2 separate regions of the Hordeum vulgare genome follow, and region 1 is linked to region 2. The links are chromatin contacts, called in public Hi-C maps. All regions are on one chromosome and are shown on one strand. The core of a region is the stretch at or near the end of the contact, and the rest is flanking DNA. Distances in the headings are between cores, read along the strand shown.

Region 1 (3,743 bases), core at 960-3,459, 400 kb after region 2:
ATATAAGAGGAAAGCTTTATTAATGAAGGTGGTGTCTTGTGACGCCTTTGTCTGGTCGTAGAACACAAACGAAGAACGCGAAGTTGCAGCTATGACGAACTTGTAATCTAAACAAAATCCAAGTCTAAACGGTGCCCTAAGGGCTGTATATTTGAGGGAATAGAGAGGCAATTTCGTGACCCTTGGAGGAGGGGTCCGAAAACAGACTTAAACTCGGTTTCCCCACACATACGGACTCTAAAAATAGCCTATATTATGGTATTTCGAAATTACATGGGCCTCGCCCAAAAATAAGGTGGCGCAACACCTATAATAGTCTATGGACGAAATTTATAAAGTGACGTCTTGAATATTTCGTCCAAAGCCTTCATGGTCTCCTTATGGTGGCTTTAAAGTGCGAAAATCACCAGTGAAAGCTTCATTGTTCTCTCCCGCGCATGCACCTTCTTCTCCATGCTTGATCCCGCTCCAACGGATATCCTTCTTGTCCATGCTTGGTCCTTCATTCATGAGCGCAACAAAAGTATCTAACTTAGGCAACATCTTATGTTCATGAACATTAGAAGTATTTCCAAGAAACGAAAGTACCTGGTAATTCAATTGGCGTGCACGAGTTCTAGTAACTGGTCCAGTATGTATAGCAGCTGGGGCTGTGGGTGTAATAAGATTTATGCTATGTACAAAAGATTTATGCTATTTTATATCGGGACTTTGATGACTTTTTTAGGGTTGCATGGATTTCCTTCAATCTATTGAAATGCGATTTCAAATGTATGTGGTTATGTTGGCCTAGTGGAACCCGGAGTACCATGGCCCCTGTGTTGCTGGCCTCGGGACGATGCATGGGCCAGCCCAAGGGGGGCGACTGCGTCCTCGCCGCACCGAAGGGAATCACCTCGCGAGGGGTGTGCCTCGCCATGCCCCCTCGCCACTAGACCAGACCTTACCGGGGCCTTCAGGCGCCAGGAAACCCCGCGAGGCCCCTCCCATGAGGCAACCTTCCGAGGCTTGGCGTACGATGCCAACCGCAGGATTTTGTGCCTATCACGTAGGTGACGCATCCGTTTGGAGAAAGGTGACAAAGGACGTACCAACGGACACGGACATGTTTTTATATTTTGCATACACAACGGACAGCGGACGAGATGAGACCAAAATACGGCCTCGCGTTGGACGCACGACTGTCACATCCATAACTTCATACGGACACGATCCTATTACCACCCTCAAACGGATAAGAAGCGAATGAAATGAAGCGTTCGTTTGACGTCACGCGTTGGAGTTGGCCTTAGCATTGGATGGCGGCTCGTGCATCCATATCCGTGAACGGGTGCGGAGACAAATCTGATGTCATCGTGTGTAGATGCCCTTTGTCACTTGAAAACTCAGATTTCGGGACAGCTACTCCACCGGTGGAGTTTTTTCTTCAGGGACCGCTAGGGACAAAGCTTCCGTATGAACATGAGCGACCAAATGGTCCACAAGAGTTGCTGCTAGTATCATATGGAGTTTGTCTGATTGTCTAAGTTGGCTCAATCATGCTTCTTCTTTATGTTATTACTTATTAGTATATATATATATACCTCTAGCTAGAGCGAACGTGTGTGTCATGTATTTTTGGAGAGCTTTCCCTGTCGAGGAAACTTGAGCTGGACAAATCATTGTCATACTGAATAGATGGCTTCTACTAGCACTACACTACTTGCGAGCCAAGCTAGTTACGCGTGAGTAAAGTTGAAACGTGACACGGTGAGCGTGCAAGTTCCAAGAGAAGCAGACTTTAGTATTGGATCCGCTGCTTTATCTGTCCATAAGAAGAAGCTGGAACCGGGGCAAGTCGATGGCGATCCCGGTCGATCGAGATGCATCCTCTCCTGATGAGTCGACCCAAATCATACATCGACGGTAGCATTGGCGGAAGAGATGCACGCACGGACGCACAGTGCAGTGGAGGAGAGAACTGTGGCGTCACGGCAACGCCCAACCTTCGGGTACGGTACGGGCGGGCAGGGCAGGGCGGGAGGGAGATAAACACGGCCCCGAAGGCGACGGCAACGGGATCGGTGGCAGCCCAGTCCAGCAGGCAGGCAGACAGTGGTGAGTGATAGGGAGGCAGGCCACCCCGGGTCTCGTTCGCTCGTCTCTCTCTGGTGTGTGGTGGGGGTGGTGGGTGATGCATGAGGCAGAAGGAGCAGGCAGCAGGCGTGTGGAGATCAGAATCTGGTCTTGTCCTCTTGTTGCCGCGCCCGTCCGTCCTCCCGGCCCGCGCGGCCCCCACGGCCACGGCCATGCGTATCTGCTTGGATCGGTGCCCCCGAGTCGTTAGCTGTCAAGGAAAGATGCTTCCACTCCACGGGAAACAAAGAAAGAAAGAAAGAGAGCGAGAAAGCTGCGCGTGGCTTGGGTTGGGAGACGGAGGCGGGCTGCTGGGGTGGGCGATCTGATCACGCATCGTCGCTGCGGCTGTTGGCTCCCTCGTGGCCCCCGCGCATGGCCATGGACCACAGCGACCGATGCGCTCCATCGGCGATGCCTGCAGTACTCGCCACTGTATGTACTCGCCGCGCTTGTTGCGTGAGGTGATCTGCTGCGGGGCCGGTCGGCCTTTTATTTTACTGCGCGAGGTGTCCCAGAATCTCTCTCTGTTTTTTTTTTTTTTTGAAATTAGAATCTCTCTCTCGGTCTTGAACCTTGAACCTTGGAATATGGGAAACGCTTGCAGCCGGATCGTCATCCGAATCGTTTGACCGGTCGCTCGCGGCCTGCGCGCCTGACTGGCCAGCCATGCAACATTATTTTGATTAGATTTGGTACAACTACGTCTAAATTTGCTATAAACGTTTCTTATTTTGCTATAATTTATTCATTAAAAAAATTAAATTCATGTTTGATTGCAACTCGAGTTCGTTGAAATTTTTTTACACCCGTTTGATTTTTGCTACAACCGTGTTAATTTTTGCTACAACCGGTATTATTTTTTGTTGTAACCGTTCACTAAACAAGTTGCATACACGTTCGTCAGAGTTGCAATCCAAGTTCACCGGATTGTTTTGTTACAACCCTTATTTTGTCTTGCTAATACGCATCATCAGCTTCTATTTTTTGTTACGATCACGTTGATATTTTTTTGCTACAACTATATTTTTGTTGTAACCGTGGACGAAATTGCTACATCGTGGACGAAATTTGTTGCATCGATTTTTTTGCTCCATAGAGATCTAACGGTTACAACTGGCGGATCGGGCGGGCCGCGCGCGGCCGGACGAATCGCCGACGCAGAGCGCTGCCCTTGGAATATACTCCCTCCGTCTGAAAATAAGTGACTCAAAAGTGACTCAACTTTGTACTAAAGTTAGTGCAAAGTTGAGTTATTTTTGAATCACTTATTTTGAGACGGAGGGAGTACTATTTACTGCCCATAACTTGACGTGTTCTCAGCCATCGTCACGTGTCGCGTTTTAAGCATTTTCTTCGAATTTTGTTTATTTTTTCCACGTGTTTTTGGCGTTTTATGTTGATTTTTTTTCTAGATTTTTTTATATTTCGGATTTTTACGTGTCTTTCTTAGGTTTTTGACAAAAAAAGTTTATTCTTTTTGTGTGAAAAAATGTTTTTTTCATGAGGCATGATTTTGTCCATGCCTTTTGAAAACGAAAAAAACTATGTTTTTCACTAGATGCACGGTTTTGTTAAATCTCTATCTCGGTCATGAACCTTGGAATATCCTATCTACTACTCATTGT
Region 2 (3,563 bases), core at 505-3,004:
AAAATACGTTAAATGAATAAAATAGTCGTGATATTTAACAATTGTTCCACCATTTTCCAAAACATTGTTTGTAGATTCTGGAAATGCTTTCCGATTGAAGAAAATGTTCACCGTTTTCTAAAATATATATTAAAATAGTATAAAATATTCATGAATTCACGGAATTTCTTGATTTCATAAAATGTTCTAAAATTTATGTATGTGGTCACGAATGTGAAAAATGTTAAAAATTTCAAGTATGTGAACGAGCTTGATTTTTTTTCATGATTTCACGGAATTGAGAGTGATGGTGTATCTTGGTGATGCAGAAAAATATGGTCATGGCCATCAAAGATTATGTGTTTTTTCTCCCATTTCAACGCACAGGCCTTTTTGCTAGTAGACATAAAAATAAAATAAAATTATCGATAAAAACCAAAGAACAGAAATACCATAGGAAAACCGTGGAGAAAACCCAATGATAAACTAGGGAAGCCAGGAAATAGGCCAGGCCCATTCTGATGCCGCTTTGTCTGTCTCCGCGGGCCGACTAGCCCACTCTCGCAGCCTAGACGTGACTGAACTTGCACATGTATTTTTCGAACCCAACCCAAACCACTCACACCATTCCCTGGGTTTTCCAAAACCAGAGAAAAATGACTGGAAAAACCTCTAAATGGTTCCCAAAATCGGACGCTGTTAAATAGGCCAGCCCATTTAAAATTGTTACCTTTCCCGCTCTGTGCAAAGATCCGACACCGCTTCGCACAGAACGACGAATAGGATATTCCGCAACCCACACCATTCCCTGCGTCTGGAAAAAGAAAAAGAACAGAAAAACTGACATAGTAAACTGCAACCGAGCTCTGCCCCCCAGACCAGAATCCAGTGTACCTACGATGCAACACATTCCGGGGAGACCTCAACCAGCCCCACCACATTCTCCACATCCCACGCATATTAAAACACTTTGAGCCCATATCAACAGGATTAGATTAGTCACCTCCCCCGTAACCGCATCAGGGCATGAGCTCACTGCCACCAAGTGGCGCGCATTTTAAAACGCAATCAGATTCTCTCGGCTGCACCAATGGAACGGCAGCCATGATTGGGGTTGGAGGGCCGTACTAGTATAGCTTATCTCCTTGCCTCGTGGATAGGTGTATCAGTGTGGGTGTATATATTCGTTTGCTTTGTAAACAAATTAGATTAGCCAATACTAATCATGCAGCGTTTGTGTGTGTGTGTGTGAGAGAGAGAGAGAGAGAGAGATCTTGATCCTTGAACAATAGAATAGGTGTTGATGGAGGAGCTGGGGCCAAATAAGATATCTAGCGGCAGCATCTCCCGGTTCATGTATCCCCAGCAAGAAGCATCTCTTGTCTGTGTTTGCATACGTCCTGATCTACTCCAAGATCTTGGTGCGTGCGATGATGATCCTCCGCCACCTCCAGATCCTCTGAACCTTCCTCCGGCCTGCCATATATGTACTTTGGTATGAACTCCATATTAGTCCAGCAAAGTTGTTTCGATGGAGCTAACCACTGAGCTACAAGTAACTGAATTTCCTCTCTGAAATCATTTTCCCTTGGGACTACCTCTGCATTCCGTCAACCTGCAGCTGCAGACTGCAGTAGTTGATTAACGGAGGAGGCATGGCACGGTGATTAGAGTAGTTGATTGGCATCTTCCGTCCAGGAGAATATATATATATCCTGGACCGACAATAGGAGCATGACCTTACAACAAACAGTACAGCAGTACACCACTAAGCACTAGCAGCTGGATCAGGATGTGCACTCTCTGACGCTACACATGCTGACACGCAGCATTAGAAAGTTTCCCTGACACCGACTGTACTAGTACTAATATAGGCTGAAACCAAATGGGTGCTACCAATAAACATATGGTATTATTGTATTGGTATGCGTCGTGACCAGGGATCAATCAGATCTTCTGGTTTCTCATGTACCAAAACAAAACAAAACAAAGCAGAGAGTAGAGCTAGTGCTTGCTTACTAAAATCCGGTTGACATCTAATCTAAGCATGTGCCTTGATGTGATGCAACCATATCTTACTATCTATACCAGCTGTTCTCTCTCTTGGTCTTGGAAGCTATTTATTTCCCCTTTCCCAGCTGAGTTCATCTCCTGTGGAAACAGCAGCACAAGGATTTGCAGCTTGGATACATCTTTTGTGAGTGGGTTGGATTGATCTTGGCACCACTGTTACCCACCCCTGGTTCCATGAGGAAAGCGGTTCACTGGCTGGGAAATGGGGCTCCTTGTTATCTATCTATCTATGGTTGTTGTTGGGAACTTGAGTCAGCAACAAACATCCAAAGGTGATGCTGTCATGCCACAAGACTGGCCTCAACATATCTTTACCCCTTTTTTATTCCACAACAAGACAGTTGAGCAAAACCCACTCCAGTCCTGTCCATTGGACACAGAGGACTAATCAACACCTGGGAGCCTGAAATTCACCACCTCTGTAGCACATTGCATCCCAGATTTATAGACATCTCTGTCACTGCTTTAGTTAAACTCAGCAAGAGCACAAGTAAGTGAGAGCTAATTCAAATCCCACCACCAAGTGCTGTCACTGTTCACATCAGCACGTCATCTGGACCACTTGGAGGAGAAACGAACAAACAAGCAAGCAAATGGCAGCAGGTAGCAAAGCCTGTCGAGTCCATGAAAGAGCTTTCAGCTGCTTGCCATGATGGTGACTAGTAATTAACAATTTGCCAATTATACTAGTGAAAGAGTGGCTTGAGTGCTAGGCAATGCTTAGCTCCCAGTCAACTTTTTATCCTCTTCTCTAGAGGGTGTGAGAGGCTTGCCAGCCTTTGGATTAAACTAGAAGGGATTAGCAAGGGAATGTTACTTTCTTGGCGTCACAAAGCAAGCATGTCTGCTCTAGTTTATTATTATATTATTGATTCCATCAGCAGAACCTAAGCAGCAGTGGTGAAAGATAGTGGTGGCCGCAGTTTGACTGGACCTAGCTTAGCTGCTACTCACTTGTGCGTGAAACTTTGGGCCTGCCTAACTCGAGGGAATTTGCGAGCTTTTCACCAGTTAGATTTTCTAGACGAATCTGCAGATGCTGTGCCCACCAATAACTACGACTGTATCCTAGAGCAGGTTCAATATAAATACAGAAAGCTACTACTATCTCGCTGATCTAGGCCCTCCTTCAAAAAGCCAGGAATTCAAAGTGTTATTAGCAATCACAAGATGGAAACTGGGGATTACTAAATACTAGTCCCTATATACTTAGTTCTCTCCGGCTATAAGTATTTAGATACAGAGGAAGTAGCATCAAACCAAACTAGCATTCTTTACCTCTATTTTTGATGATTCTATTCATGAAGATATGACTAATTACCTAGTAGGAGATTTGTGAACAGGAAGGTAACCAGGACAGGTCTGTGTTTGTCCTATCTGAAAATTCTGTTCATATAGTGAAAACATGTGAAGATGATAATACAAGAAATGCTGGTTTGGTGGGGGAGAGGGTTCAGATCTGCCACATCAAAGCCTTACCTTGCACAGGCAGCTAAACGAACAGCTTTGTT

The links. Hi-C and Micro-C count contacts between places; a contact is called where the count stands out from the background.
Region 1: a contact with region 2 is called in a Hi-C map of seedling, with 4 times the contacts expected there. The contact joins two enhancer-like sites. A contact is called at or near these places in 3 of 6 Hi-C or Micro-C datasets (leaf and seedling).

The regions. Positions count from the first base shown.
Region 1 is chr1H:434,151,487-434,155,229 of MorexV3_pseudomolecules_assembly, forward strand. No RefSeq gene overlaps it. Among protein-coding and RNA genes, the nearest start is that of LOC123442999, 290 kb to the left of the region's middle. Within about 2 kb of position 2,210, at least 3 of the 3 cell types and tissues checked have open chromatin away from gene starts, as enhancers often do. A contact at or near this core is called in leaf and seedling, where this site is marked.
Region 2 is chr1H:433,753,662-433,757,224 of MorexV3_pseudomolecules_assembly, forward strand. No RefSeq gene overlaps it. Among protein-coding and RNA genes, the nearest start is that of LOC123442999, 110 kb to the right of the region's middle. Within about 2 kb of position 1,755, at least 3 of the 3 cell types and tissues checked have open chromatin away from gene starts, as enhancers often do. A contact at or near this core is called in leaf and seedling, where this site is marked.